7 separate regions of the Mus musculus genome follow, and regions 1, 2, 3, 5, 6 and 7 are each linked to region 4. A link is a contact called in public promoter capture Hi-C data. All regions are on one chromosome and are shown on one strand. Each heading gives the region's core, a stretch centred on a gene start, on an enhancer-like site or on the middle of the called end of the contact. The rest is flanking DNA. Distances are from core to core; before and after follow the strand shown.

What was found. Promoter capture Hi-C pulls out the DNA fragments that hold promoters and counts their contacts. Capture Hi-C pulls out chosen DNA fragments and counts their contacts.
Region 1: a contact with region 4 is called in a promoter capture Hi-C map of liver, with 6 times the contacts expected there. The contact joins the promoter of Zfp59 here to the promoter of Zfp790 in region 4. A contact is called at or near these places in 5 of 39 promoter capture datasets (the C10 cell line, cranial neural crest, hippocampal neurons and 1 more) and 2 of 115 datasets of contacts at active chromatin or transcription factors (astrocytes and embryonic forebrain).
Region 2: a promoter capture Hi-C map of liver shows a contact between it and region 4, with 7 times the contacts expected there. The contact joins the promoter of Zfp780b here to the promoter of Zfp790 in region 4. A contact is called at or near these places in 4 of 39 promoter capture datasets (the C10 cell line, cranial neural crest, hippocampal neurons and 1 more), 1 of 484 Hi-C or Micro-C datasets (B cells), 2 of 115 datasets of contacts at active chromatin or transcription factors (large pre-B cells and microglia) and 2 of 9 other capture datasets (adipose tissue and liver).
Region 3: a contact with region 4 is called in a promoter capture Hi-C map of adipose tissue, with 3 times the contacts expected there. The contact joins the promoter of Dyrk1b here to the promoter of Zfp790 in region 4. A contact is called at or near these places in 7 of 39 promoter capture datasets (cranial neural crest, hippocampal neurons, liver and 3 more), 1 of 484 Hi-C or Micro-C datasets (CD8 T cells), 3 of 115 datasets of contacts at active chromatin or transcription factors (large pre-B cells, microglia and thymic regulatory T cells) and 2 of 9 other capture datasets (adipose tissue and liver).
Region 5: a promoter capture Hi-C map of liver shows a contact between it and region 4, with 6 times the contacts expected there. The contact joins the promoter of Zfp974 here to the promoter of Zfp790 in region 4. A contact is called at or near these places in 1 of 39 promoter capture datasets (liver), 1 of 115 datasets of contacts at active chromatin or transcription factors (astrocytes) and 2 of 9 other capture datasets (adipose tissue and liver).
Region 6: a promoter capture Hi-C map of liver shows a contact between it and region 4, with 5 times the contacts expected there. The contact joins the promoter of Zfp607a here to the promoter of Zfp790 in region 4. A contact is called at or near these places in 4 of 39 promoter capture datasets (the C10 cell line, cranial neural crest and liver).
Region 7: a promoter capture Hi-C map of liver shows a contact between it and region 4, with 4 times the contacts expected there. The contact joins the promoter of Psmc4 here to the promoter of Zfp790 in region 4. A contact is called at or near these places in 8 of 39 promoter capture datasets (the C10 cell line, cranial neural crest, hematopoietic stem and progenitor cells and 4 more), 1 of 115 datasets of contacts at active chromatin or transcription factors (astrocytes) and 3 of 9 other capture datasets (adipose tissue, liver and macrophages).

The regions. Positions count from the first base shown.
Region 1 is chr7:27,836,528-27,840,491 of GRCm38.p6, forward strand. It overlaps Zfp59 (zinc finger protein 59), which reads left to right and starts at 2,057. Exons shown (of 5, transcript NM_011762.3): 1 at 2,057-2,182.
Region 2 is chr7:27,977,766-27,981,658 of GRCm38.p6, forward strand. Zfp780b (zinc finger protein 780B) reads right to left here and starts at 1,392. Exons shown (of 6, transcript NM_001081021.1): 1 at 1,325-1,392.
Region 3 is chr7:28,178,944-28,182,816 of GRCm38.p6, forward strand. It overlaps Dyrk1b (dual-specificity tyrosine-(Y)-phosphorylation regulated kinase 1b), which reads left to right and starts at 1,373. Exons shown (of 11, transcript NM_001271370.1): 1 at 1,373-1,483; 2 at 2,566-2,729; 3 at 3,418-3,537; 4 at 3,636-3,824. The coding sequence starts at 1,405. It overlaps Fbl (fibrillarin), which reads left to right. Exons shown (of 9, transcript NM_007991.3): 8 at 1-100; 9 at 188-326. The coding sequence ends at 212.
Region 4 is chr7:29,814,200-29,818,141 of GRCm38.p6, forward strand. Zfp790 (zinc finger protein 790) reads left to right here and starts at 1,873. Exons shown (of 5, transcript NM_146185.2): 1 at 1,873-2,090.
Region 5 is chr7:27,927,093-27,931,040 of GRCm38.p6, forward strand. Zfp974 (zinc finger protein 974) reads right to left here and starts at 2,366. Exons shown (of 5, transcript NM_001374027.1): 1 at 2,203-2,366; 2 at 309-361. The coding sequence starts at 341. It overlaps Gm26891 (a long non-coding RNA gene), which reads left to right. Exons shown (of 2, transcript XR_881914.3): 1 at 1-997; 2 at 1,255-1,382.
Region 6 is chr7:27,859,327-27,862,923 of GRCm38.p6, forward strand. It overlaps Zfp607a (zinc finger protein 607A), which reads left to right and starts at 1,259. Exons shown (of 5, transcript NM_001024726.2): 1 at 1,259-1,430; 2 at 3,211-3,263. The coding sequence starts at 3,231.
Region 7 is chr7:28,047,854-28,051,618 of GRCm38.p6, forward strand. Psmc4 (proteasome (prosome, macropain) 26S subunit, ATPase, 4) reads right to left here and starts at 2,239. Exons shown (of 11, transcript NM_011874.2): 1 at 2,130-2,239; 2 at 1,251-1,349; 3 at 940-1,126. The coding sequence starts at 2,165.

The DNA.
Region 1 (3,964 bases), core at 807-3,306, 2.0 Mb before region 4:
AATTCTAGCACTTGGGAGGCAGAGGCAGGCAGATCTGAGTTCAAGGCCAGCTTGATCTACAGGGAAAGTTTTAGGACGGCCAAGGCCACACAGAGTAAACCTTGTGTCAAAAAAAAAAAAAAAACCCAAACAAACAAAAAGCAAAACAAAACAAAAACCAAGCCCAATCAACCAAAAGCAAAACCTAAGCAGCAACAACCAAAACCCCACATAAGAACATGATAGAGTATGGAAATCAGTGCTCATTGTGGAGAGGGGCGGCTCACTCACAGGATAGATGTGGAAGAGAAGAGGATGGGTGTGAAGTGAGGGTCCATCAGGAAGGGGGAAGGGAATGCAGGGATTTCTCAACACATGCCTACAGTCACCTTCAGAAGCAGGAGAGGAGAAAACTTGAAAAGAAACACAGATGCATCTTTGTGTGAGGAGGAGGAGGGAGAAGCTATGCACACACAGAGCAGGAGACAGAGGCAGAAAGAGCTGAGAGCTGAGACTGGGGATGTGGCCTGCAGCACCCCAGGAAGAATTCAAGTGACTGTAGCTAAGGAAACACTTATGGTGGACATTAATCTCTAGTTACGTATTCAGCGCCCCATGGCTCCTGTGGAGAAAACAGAGGGCAATTAACTGATTTTACTTCCATGAAGGATAAGGGGTAGCACTAAGAAAAGAACTGTGACACAGGAAAGATGGAGCAGACCGACCAGAATCACACTGTGGAGAGAAAGGAGGACGGAACACATTGGATGACAGAAGGCTAAGCATCTTTATAAATGATCCAAAAGCCGGTGAAACAAAACCCAAGCTTTGCAGAAGCAGTCACTTGGGTCTGTCTGGAGACTCCTTGCCTACCTCAGTAATCTGCTCGTGGGATAACTCAAAATAGATGGAGTCTTTAATATTTAAAAGTGCAATACAAAATATATGAAGTAATAGATGCCCCGCCAAGAAAAAAGGATAAAAGAGAAAGCTTTCCACAGCAACATCTTCAGGTAATGAGCGTTTCTCCCACAGGTGAGCGTACAGGAACAGTTCCCTTTCCAGATCCCCTCGTGTCATTAGAGCTTAAGTGTCTCCATTTTTATTGACTTCACTCAGAGTTGAGATGCTGTCCAAATCAGCTATGCTCTGTTGCTCTTGGAGGGTGTTGTTCTATCAGTTTTTTAAATTGACAACATTTGAATGTGTTGATTGATTTTGCTATCATTCCCTATTGTTCTAGCGGGACTTCCCCCCTCTTCATGTTTAAAGGTGTGCTATTTGAGTATACTCTGAGTTAATTTTGTTTATGTATTTATGTACTTATTTGTTTGAGACATTTGGGGTATCCTCTGAATTTTAGTTTATTTAGTCCTTTCAAGACAGTAGGAGTGTATTCTGAGTTTATTTTTAATTAATTTTTTTCAGACACCTCCTCTGCCTCCTTAGGGCGGTGACTAAAGGCATGTGCCACCATAATCTGAGTGTATTTTAGTTCTTAGACAGGGTTTCACTGGGTAGTCCTCGGTGGTCTCTTCTCACAGACATGCAGCTGGCTGTGCCTCCCCATCGCTGGGATAAAAGCCATTGCTACCACGCCCATGTTTACTGTCACTTGATGACTTGGCCTCTTTATTAATCTACCTCCATTTTATAATCGACCTGAGTTTTCTTTTGATCATGCGAAGATGGTTACTTTGAATCTGCTAGAGTATTTATCTTTAATATATTTTCTGTAGTTAACACATAGCTGGGTCTGACTTTTCAAATCTAAATGTGGCAAATTTTGGCGTTTAGACGATTTACAGTACTTTTAATGCGATTAGTTTTATTAAGAGGCTCGTCTAGCCTGCCTAACGGACACAGTTCTGTTGGTACATAGCGATACGGTCCTCAGTCACATTTTCTATCTAAAGCAGGGAATTCAGACTCCTCCGTCTTCTCTACAGGAGAAAGAAAATCAGTTACGCGGAGAACCGGAAGTACCTTTTGCTCAAAGGAGGGCGCCTCCCCTTTAAGCGCGCACCCACGTGGGCACTCCCACAAGCCACTGGACTCGGTTTTCTGATGGGCTGGCCCGAGTTGCACGCCGGGATCTCCGGGACGCTCCAGGCTTCTCCAGGGCTTTGCTTGTGACAACTGTGTTTTCCGGGACCACCGCGCCGGAAGTAGCGCATAGGCTTTTGGTTTATGTCTCCCCAGAGTAAGACCGGAGCCAGCGGGCTGGGAGGGGTGTGTACAGGCGGTGGGGTGGCTGTATGGTGTGTGTGTGTGTGTGTGTGTGTGTCTTTGAGTCTAACTGTATACACACCTTGAGCTCTCTGCATAATCTGTGTCTCTGTGCTTGTCGCTGTCTGCTCCTGCTTTCTCTCAGGGACACAGGGACTAAAGCAGAGGACCAAGCTTCAGTAAGGGGAGGTCAGGTGCGGGGTCTGAAGGGAAGCTTTCCCCGAGGCTCAGACTTGAGCTTAGGGCTATAATTTAAGGACGGGGGTGTCGTCTTGGAGGGAGGGTACTTGTTGAGTCCCCTGACTTTCTCAGAGCTGCAGCCATTGAGCATGCTCTCAGATATGGTCTGCGATCTCATGCTTACTCAGGCTTCCCTAGGTGGCCATTCCAAAGGAGGGCTGGAGAGGGATGTGGATTCAAGAATGAGTTTTCTGTTTCTGTTTGAAAAATGAGGTTTTAGTTTTAGAATATGGAATGGAAGTGAGGGAAGGAGGAACAGGCGAATTGATACCTCCACCATTGTGTCCCTTACATTGTCCCTGCCCTTTCCACTTAGTTTCAATGATCCGTGGCGTCTTCTCCCACAATCTCTACCTTTTCCTGAGATGTTGTAACTAGGAATTTCTAGAGGGTAGCGTTAGGGCTCTCAACTAAATCAATTTGTATCTTGATGGTGTCACACCTCAGATGGCCTTTGATCTTTACAGGCCTTCATTCGAAGCAAGGGAAGAATGTAGGCGATAGATGGTCTGGTCACCAGGGAGGATTTGGGGAGTGGGAAAGTAATAGCACTGAATTTGGCATCCTTGAGGACTAGGTATTTTGTGTGTGTGTGTGTGTGTGTGTGTGTGTGTGTGTGTGTAAAATGGGTAATGTTGGCCAGATGCAGATGAGCAATGCCATGTTTAAATATAGGGATGTGGATCTGTGGTATCCCGTTGGAGTCTTGGTTCTGTCCCCTCAGGCTCTCCAGGCCTGTCAGGAACCTTAGGATGCCTGTGGTGAAGTCTGTTAGCGCAGTGCCGCCATATCCTAAGGGCCTGGTGTGCTTTAGTTGTTGCTCTGTGAGGTCATTTTGGGTTCCTTACCTGGTTATTGCCGCTGGGACAGGGCCAGGGGATGTGGGCCACAAGCGTGGATGGCTGCTCCGGACCTAAGGCTGGTTTGTATAATCATGTACATTCCCTCTTTTAAGGAAAGTCCCCCCCTCTTAATGATAATGTCTCCGTGATAATCAAAGACAGCATGAGTCAAGGTGTGGCTAATGTCTCCACAAAATGGGACCTTCAGAACAGCACTTAAGGCTGTGGGAAAGAACTCTAAAAACATGGATTCAAAAACAAATAATTTCTCAAATAATGAGGATGCGGTATGAATTATATGAGGGGGCTTCAGGAAGAGCCAAGGCAGCTACAGTAGGAGCCAACTTGTCAGGAAACCACTAAGGGAGGAGGTAACGGGGATTAGGGAGTGGCAATTGTAGGAGATCCCACCCCGCTATGGTTTTTGTTTGTGCATTAAAGGGCAGATGGATTCCTGAGCTCAAGGTCAGCCGGGGACTCTTTAATTTAGGCCCACGAGTGGTATAAATGGTAATTTCCGTACAGGGTCCCACCCTGTTAGTTTATCTTTTGTGTAACTGCGGCAGGCAGATCTCTGAATTCTTTTGCAACTCTAAAAAGAAGGTTGTTTGTGTTTGCAGTCTCCTAAGAATTAAGGGGCAGGGTTGGGGGGGTGGGTTCCACTTGATGCTGAT
Region 2 (3,893 bases), core at 142-2,641, 1.8 Mb before region 4:
GAGACTCAAACTACCATATTTATTTATTAGGTTCTGTGCAATTACTGCGGGATGACCCTAATCTATATCTCTAAATGACAGTCTGGCGACTGGCTCGACTGCACTTCCCAAATCCTTGCTGTTTCAAACTTCCAGGGCTACTTCTGCTCCAGCCGTCTGGTGTCCCCGGGAGGCATATCACTCTGTCAGGAACGGTTGGTCCAGCTCTTGGAGACCTCCTGTTCTCTAGTCTTTTCCTCCCCTGTGCTCTGCCTCTGTTCTCTCTCCTCCCCTGGTGGTGCCTACTTGAGACCCACAGCTCAGTTACTCAAACTCTACCTCTCTCTATTCCTCTCAGGAACTGGCTGTGGCTAGTTTTATTTAAACTCAGGTTTTAAGCTGGGGAGCAAAGTTCACATAGCATCACTTGGAGTATGTGAGGATCTGCTCATGGCGAAGGGTGGGGGGGGGGGGACACCAGATCTTGGGAGCCAGTATTTAGCATTAAATACAAGCAGCACCAGCACCCCTGAAGTCCCCCTGCTTTGAAAGGAAGGTCTATAAAGATCAAAGTCCATCTGCTATGTGATGCCATGGATAGGAATTGGTTTGAGTTTGAGATTCCTAAGGTTAACCTCTGGAGATTCTTATCTATAAAGTCTAGGGGAAAGGTCTGATTATTGAGAGATATCAAGGATCACTGAAACAATAGTGAGAATACTAATTGGGAGGAGAACGAACAATGTAAGAGCCACAAAGTTGGAGCTATCAGTTTGTCTGTTACTCCTTCATTTACTGACAATTCTATAGTCTAAACCTAAAGCCTCGTTTCTCACACGGAGAGAAAGCACAAACTTCGCCCTTGAGTCTTAGCTGAGTAGCAATAAAGATCTCATGCTTCTCTAGCCCTCCTTTGGAATAATGGCCGAAATGGGGAGCCTGTGGGGAGCCCAAGGAAGCCTGAGATCCCAAACTAGATCTGAGAGCATCCTCAATGAGCACTTTCCCTCCCTTCCCGCAACACTCGCATTGCTACAGCTCAGGGAAACCTAGGGATCTTATCCCCCTAGGGGCCCCTCGGAGGCACTTCCGGCCTCAGCTACTCATGTACCTCAAAGGAAGCTTCCCTTCAGACTCTGCACCTGATCTTTCCTTGCTTCAGCCCCTGTGCCTGCAAGAGAAAGCAGGAGCAGAAAGCTACAAGCATAGTGACACAGGAGATGCAGAGTGCTCAAGGTGCGTATACATACAGAGAAACAGACACACACATCACCGCCCCTACACACTCACACAAATATCAACATCCATCCCACACCCACACCCAGCATGCTGGCTCCGATCTTACTCTGTGAGGACGTAGGCCATAGAGCGATTTCTTCCACCTACGAGAAAAACCTGACTTTTCAAGGGAGCGATACACGACACCGGAATTCGATCCGTTACTTCCGGTGCGGTGGACCCTGGGAAATGTAGTCCTTGCGGCGGAACTCCGGGAAGCCCAGAGCTCAGAGGTTCAGGGCGATCCGAGCTTGCTACTGGGACCAGCCCACCTGGGAGCTGCGCCTGGTGGTGTCAGGGGTTTTTCCAAAAAGGCACAGCCTTTAAAAGCTCCCGTGTGGTGCTCAAAAGGTACTTCCGCTTCTGCGCGCCACTGATTTTTCTCTTCCCTGGAGCGGACTGACAAGCAGAACAGGAAGTAAGATCAGAATGGGATATAAGTGACTTGAGTCCCACTGAGTGGGATTCCACCTCGCTGTGACCTGGTAGGGACTATGGTAAATTTGGAAAGACTAAACTAAAGAATTGTTGGTGTTAAACGTGGATAGTTTACATCAGCGATTTCAGACAGCCAGGTGTTCTGGACCCTCCCTGAGTTCAGGGTCCCTGTTACCTAGATAGAAAACGGTGAGTGAGGAACACATCAGAAAGTTTCAACTGAGTCGTGTCCGTTAGACAGTAATTTACCTCACGTTGAAGGATGAAAACAAGGAGGATTTGAAAACAAGTCAGACTCAACCGAGTATCAACTACAGAAAATATGTTAAAGTTCAGTACTCTAGAAGATTACGAGTGACCGTAATGAAGACTCAGGTTGATTTGATAATCGAGACAGACTGGGGACACAACATTGCCAGTGTAAATAAAGAGGCCAAGTCATCAAGTATAATAAACATGGCTGCGCGTGGTAAGACATGCCTTTTATCCCAGCAAAGGGGAGGCACAGCTCACTGCATGTGTGTGAGACTGAAGCCAGCTACAAGTATAGAGTGAAACCCTCCCTAAAAACTAAAATAAACTAAAAGTACTAATAGCGCAGCTTCAGGCACGAAGCAGGGGGAAAGCCTGGTAAGTAATAAGGTAGTAATAAGAATGACAGCCAGAAAATGGCCTAGTTGGCCGTCATTGGGAAGAGAGACCCCTTGGTCTTGCAAAGTTTATATGCCCCAGTACAGGGGAACGCCAGGGCCAAGAAGTGGGAGTGAGTGGGTAGGGGAGCAGGGCAGGGGGGAGGGTATAGGGAACTTTCAGGATAGCATTTGAAATGTAAATAAAGAAAATATCTAATAAATAAGAAAAGAAGCAGGGGGTGGGGGTGGGGGGAGATCAAATTGTGAGGGCTGGAGGGATGGCTCAGTGGTTAACAGCACTGACTGCTCTTCTGAAGGTCCTGAGTTCAAATCCCAGCAACCACATTGTAGCTCACAACCATCCCTAATGAGATCTGACGCCCTCTTATGGTGTGTCTGAAGACATCTACAGTGTAGTTACATACAATAATAATAAATCTTTAAAAAAAAAAAAAAAAGAAAGAAAGAAAGAAAAGAAAAAAAAAGAATGACATCCAAATCCACCATCACCTCAATAATTTTCAACCTCAATAATGAATAGAACAGACAGAAAAGCAATAGGGCATAATTGAATTAGAAAACATATCAAAATGGAGACAGTTAAAATGTAATGAAATCCAGACGCTTTGAAATTACTGCTTTCATTTACACACATGTAGCAGAAATGGTCCCTAGTCTCCTTCGAAGACCATACTTGTGTACAAGGCCCATTTTTTACTCTACACACAAAAAAAATGATTTCTGTGAGCACATCTGTTGGTTAAGTTTCTCTTCAAGTATAGACTGATGTCTTTTTGTTATTCATTCTTGGAGGCAATGTTGTTTCAAAACAACTTCTTTGACCTCCATTTTACATTTACAAACCCTTGCCTTTCTTTTTTGTTTGTTTTTGTTGTTGTTTGTTTGTTGTTTTTTGTTTTTCAAGACAGGGTTTCTCTGTATAGCCCTGGCTGTCCTAGAACTCACTTTGTAGACCAGGCTGGCCTCCAACTCAGAAAGCTGCCTGCCTCTGCCTCCCGAGTGCTGGGATTAAAGGCATGCGCCACCACGCCCGGCTAACCCTTGCCTTTCTTGACCTCCCTAAATTAACCTATGTTCTGTTGTTTGTACAGTTTCCATATTGCAGTCTTCTGCTTGTTCCTGGGTTGTCTTTGAGACATTTACTCTGTTTTTATTAATGTTGGCACTACCTACTTGGTCTTAGGTTTATGCAACACTCCTCACAATGACAAGAGAAGGAAATGTTTATTGACATAAGTTATATATTCTGAGCTATAAGACAAGTCTCCAAAACAAAACAAAACAAAAAAAGCCAGGCACTTGTGGTGCATGCCTTTAATCCCAGCATTTGGGAGGCAGAGAAAGGCAGATTTCTGAGTTGGAGGCCAGCCTAGGATACAGAGTGAGTTCCAAAACAGCCAGGACTACACAGAGAAACCCTGCCTCAAAAAAACCAACCAACCAAACAAACAAACAAACAAAATAAGACAAGTCTCAATGAATGTAAATGAATCTAAGTTATGCACATGATGTTTAAAAATGGAATTAAATTAAAAATCAAGGACA
Region 3 (3,873 bases), core at 123-2,622, 1.6 Mb before region 4:
CTGAAGTGAAGAAGATGCAGCAGGAGAACATGAAGCCGCAGGAGCAGCTGACGCTAGAGCCTTATGAGCGAGACCACGCCGTGGTTGTCGGTGTGTACAGGTGAGTGTCACAACAGACCTCTCCCTTACCTGTGGCCCTGAGAAGCCAAAAGTGGTTACAACTCGACCCCCTCTGATTTCCTCACAGGCCACCTCCCAAGGTGAAGAACTGAAACTCAGAGCTGTCTGGATTGAAGAGATGTGTGTTGTTACTGTTGCACGTGTGGCTTGTGATTTTTTGGGGGCGGGGGAGTTGTTTTGTTTTTCTATTAAAAGACTCATCTGTCTCCCCTGTCTGGTGCCTATTGCTAAGTGGCCTCGAGACGCATGCGCCCTTGATCAACTTTGTGTGCTTCGGGGGGTGGTGCCTGGAAAGTTTCATCCGGTCACATGGTGCATGCTCCATTGGTGGCTGCTCCGCACGTGCGCGGCTCAGCACCCTTAAGGCGCAGGCGCACTGTGCTCCGCTAGGTCACGTGAATGATGTGGGGGCGGAGCCGGGGCAGGGGGGCCGGTTTGTTGTGGTCGCCATTTTGCTGGTTGCATTACTGGGTAATCGGGGCCCTGGCTCGCCGCGTCCACCGGACACCCTCAGCCAGTGGGCAGGTCTGAGCTCGGGCTCCCCGAGCAGTTTGAATCCCCTTACCCACGCCCTCAGGTAAGGGTGCTGCGACGGGCGGGGCGGCACGCTTGGGTGGGGGGCAGGCCGGGAACCGCCCTGCCCGTCCCCGCGAGATTTAGCAAGGGAAAGGAGGGGGCTTTGGGCCGTTGCAGCGGAGTCCGGCTCTTCATAGCTGGATTCCTGGAAGAGGCTGAGCCCGAGGGAGCCGTCCTGAGAGGGAGTCGGGGAGGGGGCAGCCAGGCCCCACTCCCGCCCTTTGTTTGGGCTCGGCTGCGCTGGCCGCTTCGCTGTCGCCTAGCAACAGCTGCCCTGAGTGCTAATTGGTTAAGCTCTTGGCAGCAACAACCAATGGCGCGGTTGTTGCCATGGGAGGTGCGGCCTGCCGGGCTCTCTTGGGCCCCGCCCGCCGGGACTCCACTGGCCGGGGCGGGCCTGCCGGGTGGGGGGCGGGACGCCAGGGTCCCTGGGGGCGGGTGGCCACGCGGGGCGGGGCTGGGCCGTAGGGCGAGGGTTAACCCGCCCCTCCCCCGTCCACCTGCTGTCCCCTTCCCCCGCGTGCCCTGGTCTGACCCTCGTCCCCTCCTTTCCCCGCCCCTCCCCCTCGGTGGCAGTGGCGGCGGCTGCTGTTGTCACCCACCGGGCCGCCTGTCCCGCTTGCCCTCACCGCCGCGGGGCTGGCTAGGCTAGCCGGGCCGGGGACAGGCGGCCACCTCCTCATCGCCGCCGCCACCACCACCGCCGCCATGCTGGCCGCTCGCCCACCGCACTGGGGTCCCCATCGCGCTCCAGCCCCCCGTGGGCCCAGCGCCATCCCTGACCCGGGTAGGGGTGGGAGCTGTAAGAGCTGGTCCTAGTGTGGGAGGGCTCGGGAAGAGGTTGTTTATCTGTGAAGCCCCAATAAAGGGGACCTGGAGTGGCAAGACATAGCATAGAAGGGGATCTGACAAGGGGGAGGCTCCTAAGAAGGGGATTTTGTTCCGAAGGACACTTTTAGTGAGTGAAGTCTTGTGCGATATTTAGGGATTTGGCTGTCAGGCCCTTCTAGGAATAGGCTCAATTGTGGAATGACCCAGCGTAGAAATAGAGGAGCTAGCAAGGACCTCAGGGTAAAGAAGAAAAAGACCGTGACTCTTAGATGTTGAAAAATGACACCTCTCCCTTGTTTTCCTGAGGAGTAGGGGTCTTGGAGTAATGGGGGAATCCTAGTGGGATAAATATAGACTGCTTAAAAGAAGGATCTCTGGTTCCAGAGACCTCATATAGGGAGCAGGGAGCGGTCTTGGAGTATGGAGTCGGTCCCAGGGGAAAGTGCCGAGGTGGTTGAAACATCTATAGCTTGCATGTAAAGGAGTTCTCAGATAACCTTGGGTTTGCTGGGAGGTCCATAAGGACTGCTATGTTCTTTAGAATAGAAAGAAACTAGTGGGTAGACTGGGCTTGAAATTGGGCCCTTGGTGTTGAGGGAAGACGGTGTGAGGGCGGGGCCTTATCTGAGGGACTCAGGCTGGCCACCAGTAAAATTTTGAAGGACTGAGTTCTACTGCCCAGACTCTACACGGTTTCTGCCTTCTTTTGCTCTCCTAATTCCTGGCCTCTTTCTATCCCTCCTGCCCTGGCCTTGTACCCACCCTCTCCCACCCCTGTCTGGCTCTGATGGCTCCCTTTTACATCTCTGGATGTGATGCTTCATTCATTTTTTTTGGCTCCTCATTTGTTGAGAGACACGCTGTGCTAACCCACTTGCTACCCTTTCTGTTTGTACATGGCTACCTGGTGCTGGTGCTCTGCCCTGTCCCCTGTCTCCCCCTGGTCCTGCCCCTAACTCATACCCACCTCTTCTGACTGACCCTGACCTACATGCCTTCTTGTTCCATGTTGTCTTCCCACTTCCTACCTGCTCTCAGGTCTCAGCGGCGGTGGCAGCCGAGGTGCAGGATGCGAGAAGGCGCCCCCCGGCCGGGCTCCCGCTCCAGGCCTCACGCCCCTGCGGCCCTCTGAGCCCACCATGGCCGTCCCACCAGGCCATGGTCCTTTCTCTGGCTTTCCGGGGCCCCAGGAACACACACAGGTAGGCATTCAGCTGGCTTCTCACCTGCCTGAGGATTGAAGGGTCTCCAGACAAGAGCATGATTGTTGGAGGATCTCTGGGGACTTTGGAGGCCTCACAGTCCACCCTCATTCCTGCTGAGGACGGAATCCTTGAGCTTCTCCGTGGCCTGCCCTCTCACAGCATGGTTTTGAAGTGTAATGTGTGTCTTGGGTCAGAACTGTCACTGGCACAGAGCAGACAGGAACACAGGTCTGAAGGTTCACAACAAGAACGAGGTCTGGAGTAAGGGGCATGAGAGAGATGTCGAGGGGGGTGGAAATGAGAATAAGCTGAGACCAGGGAGACTAACCCAGTCCAGGAGCTTTGTAACTGGGCAGAAACACTCACTTGAGAGTGAGGACATGGATACAGGGAATTCATTGGCATGGTTCCCCATAATGGTGGTCTCAGGTGCAAAGATTCAGGGGTAAACACCCAGATATGGAGCAAAAGAGCTGACCTGGGGCAGAATGGAAGGCCAGAGGTAAATCACTCATTTCACATAATGAACAGATGAATGGGGAGCCCACACAGTGTGCTTGTGCTCTACAGGTGGGATCGGAGCTAGAGAAATGTAGGCATGGTCAGTGAGTCGTCAGCTTTCCCATTCTCTCCCTGGAAGTTGAGGTGAAGGCTTGTGCTCAGCATCTGCTCCGCTCTACCACAGGTACTACCTGATGTGCGGCTCCTGCCCCGGAGACTGCCCCTGGCCTTCCGGGATGCGGCCTCAGCCCCGCTGCGCAAGCTCTCGGTGGACCTCATCAAGACCTACAAGCACATCAATGAGGTAAAGCGGGGAATGGACTTCCCTGGTTGGGTGTTGCAAAGGGTCCTGGCTTCTTGCCCGGGTCACTTAAGGGTCCGGTTTCCTGGCTGCCTGAGCAGGTATACTATGCGAAGAAGAAGCGGCGGGCCCAACAGGCGCCACCCCAGGACTCGAGCACCAAAAAGGAGAAGAAGGTCCTGAACCACGGTTATGATGACGACAACCACGACTACATTGTGCGCAGTGGCGAGCGCTGGCTAGAGCGCTATGAGATTGACTCTCTTATTGGCAAAGGCTCCTTTGGCCAGGTGTGGGACTCCCCACTCATCCAGTATCTGGATGCAGACAACCACTAAC
Region 4 (3,942 bases), core at 623-3,122:
AAACAGGTAAGTTGAGACCTTATGTGGCTGATCTACTCATAAACTTATGGGGAAGGGATCTTTTACAACAGTGGGGTACTAAAATAAATATTTCTGCAGTTCTAGGGACAGCATATGAGGAAGCCAGGTGTGATATGGGAGATGTTCCTGGGGAAGGTATTAATACAGGTGATCAAAAAAGTCAAAAGCTGTGCCCATGATCCAAAACAGGACATCATAGCAACTGAATTTCCAAACTTATAAAAGTGGACACTGCTGATGCACCAACAACCTTGCCTCTAAAATGGTTATTAAACAGACTAGTATGGCAGATGGCCCACAACAATAACAACAACAACAACAAATTGCAGGCGCTTGGACAACTGGTATAAGAGCAGCTGGAGGCTCAACATGTAGAAGAGTCTACCAGCCCATGGAATTGTCCTTTGTGTTGTGAAAGAAAAGAAATCAGGTAAATGGAGGATGATAAAGGACTTAAGAGCAGTTAATACGGTACAATGAAGCAAAGATCAGCAAAGACTTGAAACCAGCAAAGCAATGCAAAGCTAGCTATACACTAGTCACTGTGGGTTGACTCCTATTTATACTCTCTCCAAATATCACATGGGTCTGCATCACCTGACATTTCCTTAAACTTCCACTTCAGGGTACACTACAGGAATGCAGTCACAGGATGGGCCAGAATTTTCAACAGGAGGAAAACAAGCCACATCTTGACAAAAGTAAAGGGATGTCAGGAAATCATAAGCTACAGGACAGAACTCGGGAATTAAAAAAAAAAAAAAGTGTGACACACACTAGGCTCTTGTAGATGCATATTCAACCATTTCAGAGATCATTTTGGCCCAACAGCCATAGCACCTATCAAGAAATCAGAGAAGCCTAGGGGCTTCCTATGCAATGGAAACACCAGACAAAAGTAGGGTGACTGTAGATAAGGACAGAGTCTACCCCCAGGATGTGACACAAGTCCCCTTGGCTGGAGTCACAAAGGTACAAAGTTGCCTCACCTATAGTGACTCTCCAATTAATCCCACACCACGGGGACACAAAAGCTATGGGTGCCTCAAACGAAAATACAATCCACCCCACACGGAAGCCTTAACAGGGAGAGCCAATCACAGTCACTGTTGCCCCCACCCTCACCTTACCTCTACCGAAATTAGAAAAGGTCCACTGGGAAGCAGTCACACCTCAGTCGGTCACCTCACACGCTCCCAAAGTTAGGCAAATGCTCACAAACACAAAAGCCCAGGGACCTCACACTCGAGGGACCTCACACTGGTAAAAAAAAAAAAAAAGCATGGCACAAAACGGTCACACAGACTCCAGCCACACACACAATGGATGCGATCATACTCACCAATCAAGGAATCCTCTCTGCCTCCATATCCCCTAGACTACCACCCAGACACATGATAACAATTCTACACAGCTCCGGATCTCCCGGAGTCAGCTTCATTGCACTGCACAGGATGGTGCATCCAAACCCTTGGCACCAAAGGCGTCTCATTATCCCTAAAGTTCTCCCCAAACCTGTCAGGAGTACCCTGCCCACTCCTTAAAAAAGGCTCCCAGGAGAGGGAAATACAACGCCTGGAAATGTCAGGGGCTGAAAGCTGTGGCCTGAACAACAGATACAAAGTGTTCGGCTATTCGTCGGAATCGTGAGGAAATCCCAGCGGTGAAAGACTTCATAGACCTAGATCAGGCTCCTCGACCCAGCACTATCTCAGCACTGCGAGTTTCCAGGGAACCGAGGTATTCTGGGAAATGTAGTTCAAGGCCGTGCTGGTGACCGGAGGCGCATGGCTCGAGTAGGCTGAGTCATCCAATCCCCAGGCGGAAATCTGTCTAAGGAGGCTGTTCCGAATTCGACTTCCTGCTGGAAGTTGGGGCCACAGACCGGAATGTAGGACCCCAGCGCTAAGACCAACCCAGCATTGGCAGTCTGACCAAGAGGAAGCCTCGTCCTGTAGGTGCAAGAGTACGCAATGACAGCCCTGAGCGTGTGTGAGAGAAAGCATAGGGAGGTTAGATTGCATGCGCGGCTGGATCTGGGAGGAGTTGGACGGCAGAGAAACTGCGAGGTAAGGAAAATGAGCGTGAGCAAGAGTTGGGCTCGAGCTGTGGCGCTTTGTGAGTGGAGCGAGCTGTTGTGGGGAGGAGACATTGTATGCGGATCGAATGGTTCTTGGGGATTGGGTCTCGACTGGATGGATCCCTGTACAGGAGTGGCTGAGATTATAGAGATAGCGGAAGCTTCCTAAATCTCATTTTCTTTTCAAATTACGATTAGTAAGTGCGGTCTTCTGGAGTGTCTGTGGGAGGGAAAATGTATAGCTGATAATAACTAATTAGCATTGTTATTTTTCTGTAAGTTAATTGTGCGGCGTAGGCAATCTACAGGCAATATAGCCGACTTTTTATTTTTAACACAGTGTTTTGTCAGTCGGGGTGGTTTTTTTTTGGGGGGGGGCGTTATTAACGCTCAGGGTACCCCAAGCAGACATCGTCCCTTCTCTAGAGAGTTCCTGAGGAGACACAGGTAAGGTTTGATTTTGAGGCTGGCTTGCAATTCTCTTTATAACCAAGGTTGACCTGAACTCCAGATCCTCTTGTCAAGTGGTTTCTGTTGGTTTGTTGTTTAGACAGGATCTTGCTGTTTAGCCCTGGTCACCCTTCAGAGGCCGTCCTCCTGACTTTCAAGGTCTGGGATAACAGGTGTGAACTACCATGCCCTGCTCCAGAAGGTGATAAACGGAAGTTTATTACAGAGAGCAGCATCACCATGATTAAAACAAGCTGCACACAGTACTTAAGAGCCAGTGGGACACAGCCATAGAGGTGTGTGTCCATATCAGCCAGAGTCAGTGGACACAGCCACAGCGGTGTGTGTTCATATCAGCCAGAGTCAGTGGACACAGCCGCAGCGGTGTGTGTCCATATCAGCCAGAGTCAGTGGACACAGCCGCAGCGGTGTGTGTCCATATCAGCCAGAGTCAGTGGACACAGCCACAGCGGTTTGTGTCCAGATCAGCCAGAGTCAGTGGACACAGCCGCAGCGGTGTGTGTCTATATCAGCCAGAGTCAGTGGACACGGCCACAGCGGTGTGTGTCCATAGCATCCAGAGTCAGTGGACACAGCCGCAACGGTGTGTGTCCAGATCAGCCAGATTTAGAAGGTAAATGTCATCTCATTTCTTTATCTGAATTAAATAGAAACCTCAGTACCATAAGCCTGCCCCATTCCCTTTCTGTTTTTGAGACAGGGCCTCTCTATGTAGCCCTGACTAGCCTAGGACTTACTATTTAAATACATACTCATAGTGAACTCAAAGATTCATCTGCCAATGCTGATATTTCAGTTGTGGGCCACCATGCCTGGCATGCATGTATATATGTACACATATATGTATACATATATATGTATCTATATGTGTGTATATACACACACACACACACACACATATGGTAGCATCATTAAAGACCAAGCACAGTTGTCAAGTGGTAGTTTTTGTTTTTGAGATAGGCTGTAGCTTACGCTGGTCTCAAACAGGATACATGTCAGTTCAGAGTCTAGGGCTGAACCCGGACCCTCCCAGCTCCACTCTCCAAGTGCTAGCTAGGGCTGTGGGGGAGCCCCATCACACCCTTCCAGTGAGTTGGTATTTGATTTAAAATTCAAGTCTTGCATCATCCACTCTCAGGTAGGGAGATGATAACTTCACTGAACTGGATGCAGCCTAGTTGAGCAAGAGACTGCTGGACAGAACCATGAAGGAGTTCTAAGCTCAGTAGCCGAATGAGAACCATGCCTGGCACAGATGCCCATTGAGGGGCTGACACCATTGAAGTGCCTTCAAGACTTCCTCATAAGCCTGGCTCTTAAGTTTTAGTTGATATGAACCATCTTCCTCTACTGGAACTTAAGCAAGCAAA
Region 5 (3,948 bases), core at 1,116-3,615, 1.9 Mb before region 4:
CATCCCCTCAAAGCTCTGAAGCCCCCAAGGCCCCTGTTTCCCTGTGGGACTGACACCTCCACTGCAGGGACAGTCCTCCCTGAGCACAGACCAAGCAGAGAGCACACGTGGAGAAATGCATTCAAAGACAACCGCAGTGCACGCTGGGAAGAAGCACAGACAGGAAGTGCTCAGACCTGCCAGCCCTCACTGGAAAGGGGCAGACTGGGCTGGGGGAATCCGGATCCTTGGGAAGCTTCAAGAGGGAAAGAGGGCAGGAGTCACCTAACCTGAAGTCACTCTATGTCCAAGAGAGAAAAACAACTTACACAGACCATGTCTTGGGAACTAGAGCTGGCCATTCTTCTTCAGGCTTCCTCCCCTGGGGGACAAAAAGAAAGCCATTCACTGCATTGTGACTTGATGTTCCCAGGCTGACTTCTGTCACTGTGATGTCATCGACTACACTTATTTCTCAAGCCTCCCCACTCACTCTCTCCCCTCCCACCGCTCACAGCCTCCCACACACAAATTGGAAGCACACAGGAGTCTACACAAAGCTGATCACCTCCTAACCCAGACAACCCACGGCCAAGGGGGCAGTGTGGGAGTGCAGGGCACAAACATATCTGCCTTGAACTCCTCCAGAAGAGGCCAGCAGAAGGGATCCATCTTCCACCCTGAGCTCCAGCTCGCCCTGCACCTGGGCCGCTCCTCCTACTGTGCGCAGATCTCAGATCTTCCTACTGGAACCCCACCTATCAAGGCTCACAGGGGCTCACAGCATCCAGGTGGCCCCTCCTGTGTAAACTCAGGGCTGAAGCACAGCGAGGCTGGAGGGGCTGCAGCTGTGATGCTCAGGCAGCGTCCAGCATTCTGTGCCCACTGTTAGTGAATGGGACTGTGCACCATGGACCACTCTCCTGAGAACCTTCCCTCATCTATGATAACACTTATGTTGTCTCAAGCCATGATCCTTTATGAAGATAATTAGCTGTAAAACATCCTGTCACAGGAGGTGAGTATATGTTTCCCTCTTTCCATATTATGGGAGATTTTGAACAAAATAATGCTAAGTTTGTTCTGGGTGTCCTAGGTCTTTTGATCCTAGAACTGAGTTTCTCAACCTCCGCAGGGCTGACACAACTGTCCTGCCTTGGGCTCTGTGAGGACCACCTTGTGCTCTGTAAAATTATCACACTGAACACAATACAAATTTTAAAATTCTGCTCTTCATTATTACCTTCATTTCGTTTTCTCCTTGTTTTGAAACAGGTTCTCATTTTGTAGCACACCCCTCCTGGAACTTGCTATGTGGATCAAACTGATCCTTAATTTACAATGATCCTCCTGCTTCTGCCTCCCAAAATGCTGAGATTAAAATGTACACTGTACAGACTAGAGCTTATGAGTCATTTCCTTAAATATACAACCAGTATTTGCATTCTTTCTAACACTCCCTTGTCCTGCCATACCCTGCAGACAATGAACCCAAGATGAGCACTGTCTATAATGTGGGGAAAGGAAGTGATTTAGGGAGAAAAAGTCAAGGGTAATTGAAATGGTCATGTGAACACCAGGACCTAAGGGCAGGGACAACGTAAGGGCCACAGCGGTGGAGGTATGAATGTGTACGTTCACCTACCTGCATTTACTGACAATTCCATATTATAAAATTGAAAACTCATTTCTCAAACAGAAAAGAAGAGTACACTCATCCTTGACTCTTAGATGGGCAGCAATAATGATCCCATCCTTCTCAAGCCCTCCTTTTGACTGATGGCCTTCGCGGGGAGCCTGCGCAAGGATGAGATCCCCATCATGCTCTGGCAGCATCCGCACTGAGCACTTTCCTTCAGTTCCCTCAACACTCACACAGCTAGGGCTCTGAGAAAGTCATGGAATTCAACAAGTAACCACCCTCCTAGGTCACCCTCGGTGGCACTTTCAGCCCCAAATGCTCCTCCCAAGCTCAAGTCTGTACCTAGCCTGACCTCTCCTTACTGAAACTTAGTCCTCTGCTTTGGTTCCTGTGGTCGCGAGGGAAAGTTGGAGCAGAAAGCGACGCGCACAGAGCCCCAGATAATGCAGAGAGATCAAGGTGTGGACACACACACACACACACACTATCACATCAACAAACAGCGACCCTATACGACCGTCCGCACACGCCCACTCCCAGCCGGCTGCCTCAGGCCTTACTCCATGGAGACCGAAGCCAACCTGAAATTTCTTCCGCCGACCACAAAGATCGGACCTTCCGCATTAGCGGCACCAGAACACCAAAAGCCTATGCGCTAGTTTCGGCGTGGTGACCCTAAAAAATGCAGTTATCACCAGCAAAGCCCCCGTGAAGCCCGGCTCTTGGGGGCGGGGATGCCAGATCTGCGAGCGGAGCCCAGTGGTTTGTGGGAGTTCCCACGGGGGTGCGCGCTTAAAGGGGAGGCGCCCTCCTTTGAGTAAAAGTTACTTCCGGTTCTGCGGGGAACTGATTTTCTCGCCCTTAAAAAGGCAGGGATGCTCTAGATAGAAAATGTGACTGAGGACCACATGCTATGCAACAACCGTACTGTGTCTGTTAGACAGGCTAGACGATCCTCATAATAAAACTAGTCGCATTGAAAGTACTGTAATCGGTCTAAAAGCTAAAGTACAGGTTTGTCACATTAGATTTGAAAAGAGGTCAGACCCAGCTATCTGTTAACTTCAGAAAATATGTTAAAGATAAATACTCTAGCAGATTCAAAGTGACCATCTTTACATAATCAAAAGAAAACTCAAGTCGATTATAAAATGGAGGCAGATTTGGGGGCAAAGAACATTGCCAGTGATAATAAAGAGGCCAAGACATCAAGTGATAGTAAACATGGCTGGGCGTGGTAGCAATGGCTTTTATCCCAGCGATGGGGAGGTACAGCCAGCTGCATGTCTGTGAGAAGAGACCACCGAGGACTACCCAGTGAAACCCTGTCTAAGAACTAAAATACACTCAGATTATGGTGGCACATGCCTTTTACTCTTTTTGTGTCTGAGTTACCTCACTCAGGATATTTTCTAGTTGCACCCATTTGCCTGCAAAACTCATGATGTCCTCATTCTTAATAGCTAAATACTATCCCATTATGTAAATGACCCACATTTTCTGTATCCATTTTTCCATTGGGGGACATCTGGGTTGTTTCCAGCTTCTGGCTTTCACAGATAAGACCTCTATGAACACAGTGGATTTGTGGTATGGTGGGGCATCTTTTGGGTATATTCCAAGAGTGGTATAGCTGGGTCTTTGTGGTTGATCTATTTCCAAACTTCTGAGGATCCTCGAGATTGATTTCCAGAGTAGTTGTATCAGTTGGCAATCCCACCAACAATGTCTTAGAGCTCAGGCTCTAAGATCCAGAATTGATAAATGGGACCTCATAAAACTGGAAAGCTTCTGTAAGGCAAAGGACGTAGTCAGGACAAATCAGCAACCTATAGAGTGGGACAAAACTTCACTAACCCCACATCCTATAGAGGGTTAATATCCAAAATATATAAAGAACTCAAGAAGCTAAGCTTCAAAAATCCAAACAACCCAACCACAAAATAAGGTATAGAGCTAAACAGAGAATTCACAACAGAGGAATCCCAAATGATGGAGAAGCACTTAAAGAAATGTTCAAAGTCCTTAGTGATCAGGGAAATGCAAATCAAAATGACCTGAGATTCTACCTTACAACAATCAGAATGGCTAAGACAAAAAACTCCGGTGACAGCACTTGTTTCTACTGCACTTTTGAAACTTAAAGACTGTATCTATTTTTAAGATATCCCATAGGCTAATACTAGACCAGGAGTCCCCAGCTATATCTAGGTGACTGTTTCTGCAAAGCTTCCTGTTTTGTTATTCCACTGGCTTTTGGATCATTTATAAAGATGCTTAGCCTTCTGTCATGCCAATGTGTTCCGTCCTCCTTTCTCTCCACAGTG
Region 6 (3,597 bases), core at 9-2,508, 2.0 Mb before region 4:
CTACCTGGACATGCTAGTCCTTCATCCACTCAGTCCAACATGATGTAAGTGACTGCCTAATGGGCACAGCTCTGTTGATGCATACCGATCTGGCTCTCACTCACATTCTCCCGTCTAGATAACAGATGCTATGGTCTGACTCCCCTGCTCCCCAGCATAGCTGCAGCCATTCTGTTCTATGCCTGCCAGCTATTTCACAGTGTTGCTGTAACATGCCTGCCAGTCACTGACATAGAGAAGTGACTGAGCTCAGGGACACGCTGGCCACATACCCTGTTTTGTTCTGTGTGCTCTCAATGATCTGTATGAGGTTTGCTTATCTTATTTCACAAAGCTGTATGTAGGACCCATTGAATCAAAGGTAAATAGCAACTGTTATGTCTAAAATATCTTGAGTAAAGCTGACCACTGGGCAGCTCTTCCTGTACCTGCATATGAGCTCAGTGTTTTTTTTTTTTTTTTTTTTTTTTTTTTTTTTTTTTTTTTTTTTGGGGCTGACATTGAAGAATGCTGCTAATAAGCCAAAAAGTTTTAATACTCATGTTCTGTTATCTCACTGTTCTGAAATTCCCCAGTTCACCACCCATCCACCCCCCACCTTACTCAGGTCCTATCAGCTTAAAGGTTGCTAAAAATATACTTTGCCTAGGAAGCCAACAGCTCCCCTCCCTGCCCTTTAAACGTTTGAACCTGGTTTCTCATATAAAAAGCCTACCCTGAGAGCAGACCAGTACTACAATTAGGCTCCCGAGTCCTTTTTGCAGTCCTGAACTCCAGTATTATGGTACGTGTTTAATACACTAGTCTTGCTTAACTGAGATTGGTGTATGTATATAAGGTTTGAGTGGCGACTTCCTGAACTCCAACACAGCGACAATGAACCCTGGGAGTGTCTAGAACTTCTGTTTCTCTCTGAAATCGCTAAACTACCCACGTTCAAACCCAACAATTCTTTAGTTCAGTCTTTTCCAATTTACCATAGTCCCCACCAGAGCACAGCGAGGTGGAATCCCACTCAGTCTCAAGCAAAGATACAGCCAATTACAGCCTGATTTGATCTTACTTCTTTTGAACTTTAAAACTTCAGTTTGTCTGTCAGCTCCACAGGAGAGAAAATCAGTTACTAGTAGAACCCGGAACTATTTTGATCACAGGAGGGAGCCTCCCCTTTAAAGTCGGGGAGTACCCCCCTCCCCCTGGGAACTCTCACAAGCCACAGGACGCAGCTCTCAAATGGGCTGGGCCAAGTTGCATGCTGGGATCTCTCTGGAGCCCTGGGCTTCTCGGATCTCCGGTAGCGAGGGCTGTAGTTTTCAGGGCCACCATGGCAAGAAGTAGTGGATAGGCTCTGGGTGTCCTGGTGCCGCTAATGCGGAAAGTCCGATCTTTCTGGTCGGAGGAAGAAATCTCTAGTTGGCTTCGGTCTCCACGTAAGGCGGGAACCAGCCGGCTGGGTGTGGATGTGGACCGCGGTGTGGGGTGGTTGTGTATTTATGTGTGGGGGGACGGTGCTGCTGCAGGTGGTGGTGGTGGTGGTGGTGGTGGTGGTGTGTGTGTGTGTCTGTCTGTCCGAGTGTGCACACTTTGAGCTCTCTGCATTATCTCTGTCACCCAGTGTCACCCGGCTTGTTGCTCTCTGCTCCTACTTTCTCCCCTGGCCACAGGGGCTGAAGCAGAGGACCAAGCTTCTGAGAGAAGAGTCCGCACTGAAGGGAAGCTTTCCCTGAGGCCCAGAGTTGAGCATGGGAGGAGCATTTCAGGCCGGAAGAGTCTCCAGGGTTGCTTAAGAGAGCAGGCAGCTACTTGTTGAGCCCCAGGACTTTCCCAGAGCCCTATCCTAGCCACGTGAGTGTTGACAGAGTAGCAGAAAGTGCTCCCTGAGGATGCTCTCAGATATAGTCTGGGATCTCGCGCTTATTCAGGCTCCGTGCCTCAGCCATTACAAAGGAGGGCTGAAGTAGAATAAGGACTTTATTGCTGCACATCAAAGATTAAAGAATGAGCTTGTGCTTTGTTTGAAAATGAGGTTTTAGTTTTAGAATATGGAATTGTCAGTAACTGAAGGAGGGACAGGCAAATTGATACCTCCACCATTGTGTCCCTTACATTGTCCCTTCCCTTTCCACTTAGTATTCGCATTATCCTTCCAATGACATCCCTTGACATCGTCTCTCTACAATCACTTCTTTTTCTGAACAAATTATAGATAGGAGTCTCCAGAGGTTAGCGTTAGGGCTTTTACATCCCGATCTGTTAAATTGGCGCCTATTTCAATGGCATCACTCATCCTATCTTTACAGGCCTGCCTCTCAAAGCAGCAGAAAACTGCAGGTGGTTGACTATGTCTGTTCACCATTTCAGCTGGGAAAGTGATAGCACTGAATTTGGCATCTTTGAGAGCTAGTGATTTTCTGAGTGTGTGTGTGTGTGTGTGTGTGTGTGTGTGTGTGTGTAATGGGTAACACTGGCCAGATCCAGATGAGCAATGCCGTCCGTGGCTGATAGTGGGTGTGGATCTGTGGTATCAGGTTGAAGTCTTGGTTCTGTCCCCTCAGGCTCTCCAGGCCTGTCAGGAACCTTAGGATGCCTGTGGTGAAGCCTGTTAGTGCAATGCCGCCATATCCTAAGGGCCTGGTGTGCTTTAGTTGTTGCTCTGTGAGGCCATCTTGGGTTCATTCCCCTCAGTGTTCTGCAGGACAAGGGAGTGTGAGAAACAATGCGATTGCTGGGCAGTGGTGGTGCACACCTTTGATCCTAGCACTTGGGAGGTAGAGGCAGGTGAATTTCTGAGTTCCAGGCCAGCCTGGTTTACAGAATGAGTTCCAGGACAGCCAGGGCTACACAGAGAAACCCTGTCTCTACAAAAAAAAAAAAAAAAAAGCGGCCCAGGTGCAGGGCGAGCTGGAGCTCAGGGTGGAAGATGGGTCCCTTCTGCTGGCCTCTTCTGGAGGAGTTCAAGGCAGACATGTTTGTGCCCTGCACTCCCACACTGCCCCCTTGGCCGTGGGTTGTCTGGGTTAGGGGGGGATTGGCTTTGTGTAGACTCCTGTGTGCTTCCAATTTGTGTGTGGGAGGCTGTGAGCGGTGGGAGGGGAGAGAGTGAGTGGGGAGGCTTGAGAAATAAATGTAGTCGATGACATCACAGTGACAGAAGTCAGCCTGGGAACATCAAGTCACAATGCAGTGAATGGCTTTCTTTTTGTCCCCCAGGAGAGGAAGCCTGAAGAAGAATGGCCAGCTCCAGTTCTCAACACATGGTCTGTGTAAGTTGACAGTTTTCTCTTTGACATAGGGTGACTTCAGGTTATGTGACTCCTGCCCTCTTTCCCTCTTGAAGCTTCCCAAGGATCCGGATTCCCCCAGCCCAGTCTGCCCCTTTCCAGTGAGGGCTGGCAGGTCTGAGCACTTCCTGTCTGTGCCTCTTCCCAGCGTGCACTGCGGTTGACTTTGAATGCGTTCCTCCACGTGTGCTCTCTGCTTGGTCTGTGCTCAGGGAGGACTGTCCCTGCAGTGGAGGTGTCAGTCCCACAGGGAAACAGGGGCCTTGAGGGCTTCAGAGCTTTGAGGGGATGGTCTCATTGAGTGCCCTGGGAAACC
Region 7 (3,765 bases), core at 989-3,488, 1.8 Mb before region 4:
CTCACTCTCTCTACCCCACCTCCCTCTGCTCTCACCTAGCCCACCACCAAACCCTGCCCTCATTTGGAACTATCCCCTGCCTAAGTCTCCATATAAATTCCTGGTCAGCAGCCTCCATCTCCTTTCTCCAATCTACTCTCTACAGCAAGACTTGTGAGTGCAGCGGCCACCCAGACATCTTCCACAGCCTCAGCTCCCCACTGTCTGCCTCCAAATCCACCCCTCCAATCACACCACTATCTCAGGGAGCCCCACCGTCTTAAGTCTCACTTTCAAAGACACAGCCTTCATCTTGGATATTACTCTCCCTTCACTTCCTCAAAGCCCACCTGTCCAATCCCACATGGTTACACGACTTTATCTAGAGCCTTTATAAACACACGGCTCAGTCGAGCAGCAGGAAAAGACAGGTAAGACACCAGAATCGTCAGCTACTGTAAGAGCAGGGTATGGATTTATGTCACTAGCATCTGTTGTATGCTGAGTCCTCAACAGAGCCAAACGTCTTTACACACAACCGATGCTTCCAGACAGCAGCTCCATATCCAGCAGCAGTTGTGGCGTTAACTCAGGCGAGGGAAGTGACCACCAGTTTGTTCAACTCAAACAGACTAGAACCACAAACATCAAAGGTACTCCAACCCACATGGTAAATTTCTTCTTGTTTGGAGACAGGGTTTCTGTATGTACTCCGGGAAACATACTAGGTAGACCAGGCTGACCTCAAACACACAAAGATCCTCTTGTCCCTCCGCCTCCTCAAGTGCTGAGGTTAAAGGCGTACACCATCACACTTGGATGGTGAAACTACACGCACACACGTGAATTGAGAGGCAGAAAGAGACATTCAGAAAATAAAGTATGTATCCACTTCTGGATCGGTCAGTACTCTGGCCATTCTATCACCCTGCCTTGCTCCCAGCCTGCCTCACCACTCACCTGTGGTGGAGCCCACGATGGCTGTGTTCTGATCCACAGCTTCCAAGAACTGACCGATGACCAAGGGGATGCTCTGGATCCGCTTCACCTCCTCCTGGGCGTGGAGGAATTCCTTCTTCAGGTTCTTCTGCTCGTCCTTGATATACTCCTCCTGCACTTCCAGGAACTCCAGCTCCTGCTGCAGCTTCTGCACGCACAGGGAGGGCAAAGGGTTGGCTGCAGCCTTGCCGTACCACAGTGGGAGGTGGGGGGGGGGGCGTATGTGATGGGGGATGGGAGGTATGCAGGAGCCAGCTTAGGGTTGAACACACCTTGTAGCGGCTGTACAGGTCCTCCAGGTCTTCAGGTTCGGGTCCCAGAAAGGACAGGCCGGTCTGCGGCCGAGACACGGACAGTGCTGGAATCTCATCCTGTAGACGGTAAAGACAACTTGGTGTTGGAAGCAGAGAATCATCTCGTGAAATCAGCGAAAGCGTTCTTCCTATTTCGCCACCAAGTCACCTATGTCTCCAGTACCTGACATCATTCACTATCTCTCAATAGATACAGGAGCTGCTCAGTCCCCTATGTAGATTGCTAATAGTAGGCCCCTTAAACAAAACTCATCATGAAAGTTTTGCAGCAGCTCCATACCGAACCTTAGCATCCCAGTCCCCTCAAGAGGTTCTAAAAGTCCCATGGATTTTAAAGTCAGAGTCACATTCAGAGTCTCATTACCCAGTTCTTCCCCTCCCCCCCCCAAAAGCTTTCATGTCAGATTCCCAACTCACGTTAAAGCCAAAGGTCACTCAGCCAAACCACAACCAATACTTAACGCCTCACCGTTCACGTCCCAAGCACAGTGAGTCCACTGGTCCCTTGGCCACGAACATACCTAGGCCACGGGGCCCCCATACATCATCCTCCACCTGGTCCAGACCCCAAACCGAAAAGCTAGTAAGCACAGCTCTCCAGGCCTCGCAACCGTTCTGTCTGAAAAGTCTTTAAGTTCAACGCCACTTTCCTCCCGCTCTGCTTTTCTGAGCTTTGCCGCCCTCCTGACAACATGACTACCCCGCCAGGCCCCGGGACCACCCAAAGCTCGACACCGAGGCCTCTGAAACCACCCAGCCCAGAGCTGGGATCCTGAGAACCCCTCAGCACCCCACTCATGTCCAGCTCCCGCTAAGAAACCCAGATCCCCACTGCACCTGAATCTTTTCCACCAAAATGCCTATCTCCTCCATAGTGACCAAGCCGGCCTCAGTGCAGCCCGGCCAGTCACGGCTTCCGCTGACGCCAACGGAAGTCCTTCACATAGAGCATCTTGGGAAACGTAGTTTTTAAGGTACCGCTGCGGGTTGACCTGACGGGCCGGATAACAGGAAGGGCGGGAAACTCTTAGCCCTGGGCTCCGCCCCCAAGATGGGTTCCTGCGCTCTGCGCTCCAGGCGCGCGCGCGCGGACCCGCAAGGATGTTGCGCGTGCGCAGTAACTCTTGTTCTGGCGCCATCCTGCTTCGCGGCCCGTCGCGCGTTGTGAAGGTTTCTCCAGTAGATGGCGCGGCCGAGTTGCTCTTGAAGAAAAGTCTCCAGAGGATTGATTGATTGATTTTAATATTATCCACTTTTTTACTTTCTTGTCTTTACAAAGCCAGCCCCGAACTGAGAATATGAAGATTAATCAAGTCCTGTCCTAACTTGTTAAAAACTCCAGAGCTTTGTTAGAAGGAATTCGCAGACATAACTAAGTATAAGAAACGAGAGGCACTAAAGAAGCCTTTAGTTCCACAGAAGAATCTCTTGACCTTCTCTGGCCGCCACCTGAAGAGAGAAGCAGAGGTCACAGAACGGCGAGGAGCCAATCAGATCGTACCAAAGCTGGAGAAACCGAGGCAGCTGCGAATGCAGATCTTTGCGGAGTCCTGTCGAATCTTTTCTTCTCTGTCCTCTTCACATTATTTTTAGGGGCTGTCAAGATGGCCCAGTGCTGAAGAACACTTGTGGCTCTTCTACAGGACCCGAGTTCGGTTCCCAGCACCCAGGTGGGGCAGCTCACTAGCATCTGTAGGCAACTCCTTCGGTTTCTGCAGGCACCTGCACTCAAGCACACGTCCCCGCTAGCAGAAACACACTTACACATAATTAAACGTTTTGAAAGGATTTTATATTTAGTTACGTGTACATGTGTATATCGGAGTGCGAATTTGTGCACCTGGATTCAGTACATGCAGAAGCCAGAAAAGGGCATAGGAATCTGTGGCACTGGAGTTACAGACTGTGTGCGCCATCTTTTCAGCCTCCTGTTGAGTTTTGATTGTTGTTATGGCTCAGGAACTTTGATATGCTAAGCAAGCCCAGCTAAAATCCTTAGTATGTATTATATTCTCTTCTACAAAGAAGGAAGCTGGTGCCAAGCACTGAAGTCACTTGAGCAACTGGTAAAGCAGGGTTAGAACCTAGATCTGTATTCCTTGTACCAGGGATATACACTACCACACTTCATAACAGCTATAGTTTTTGTTAAGTAAACTTTTTATTGGGGCACAGATAGGTAGCAGGCACAAATCATTATTTTCTAGCTACATAATGCTGCACAAATTGAACGTCCTATCTGTTCTGTATGGTATGGAGAATCTACAGTAGCTCTCACACTGGCTAGCAGGTGGGTTCCTTCCCTCCATCAGTTGAAGAATTAAAAGACAGAAAAACAGTGACCACAAAGTAAAGGTGAAGTTTGTTGGCAGGCAATACAAATAGTTGAGAGAGGCAGCTCTCCAGCTATTAGGAGGCTGTGTTTTTCTTTGGTTTTAAGGTGTCCCGCTGGTGAGTTCCACGCCACCTGTTC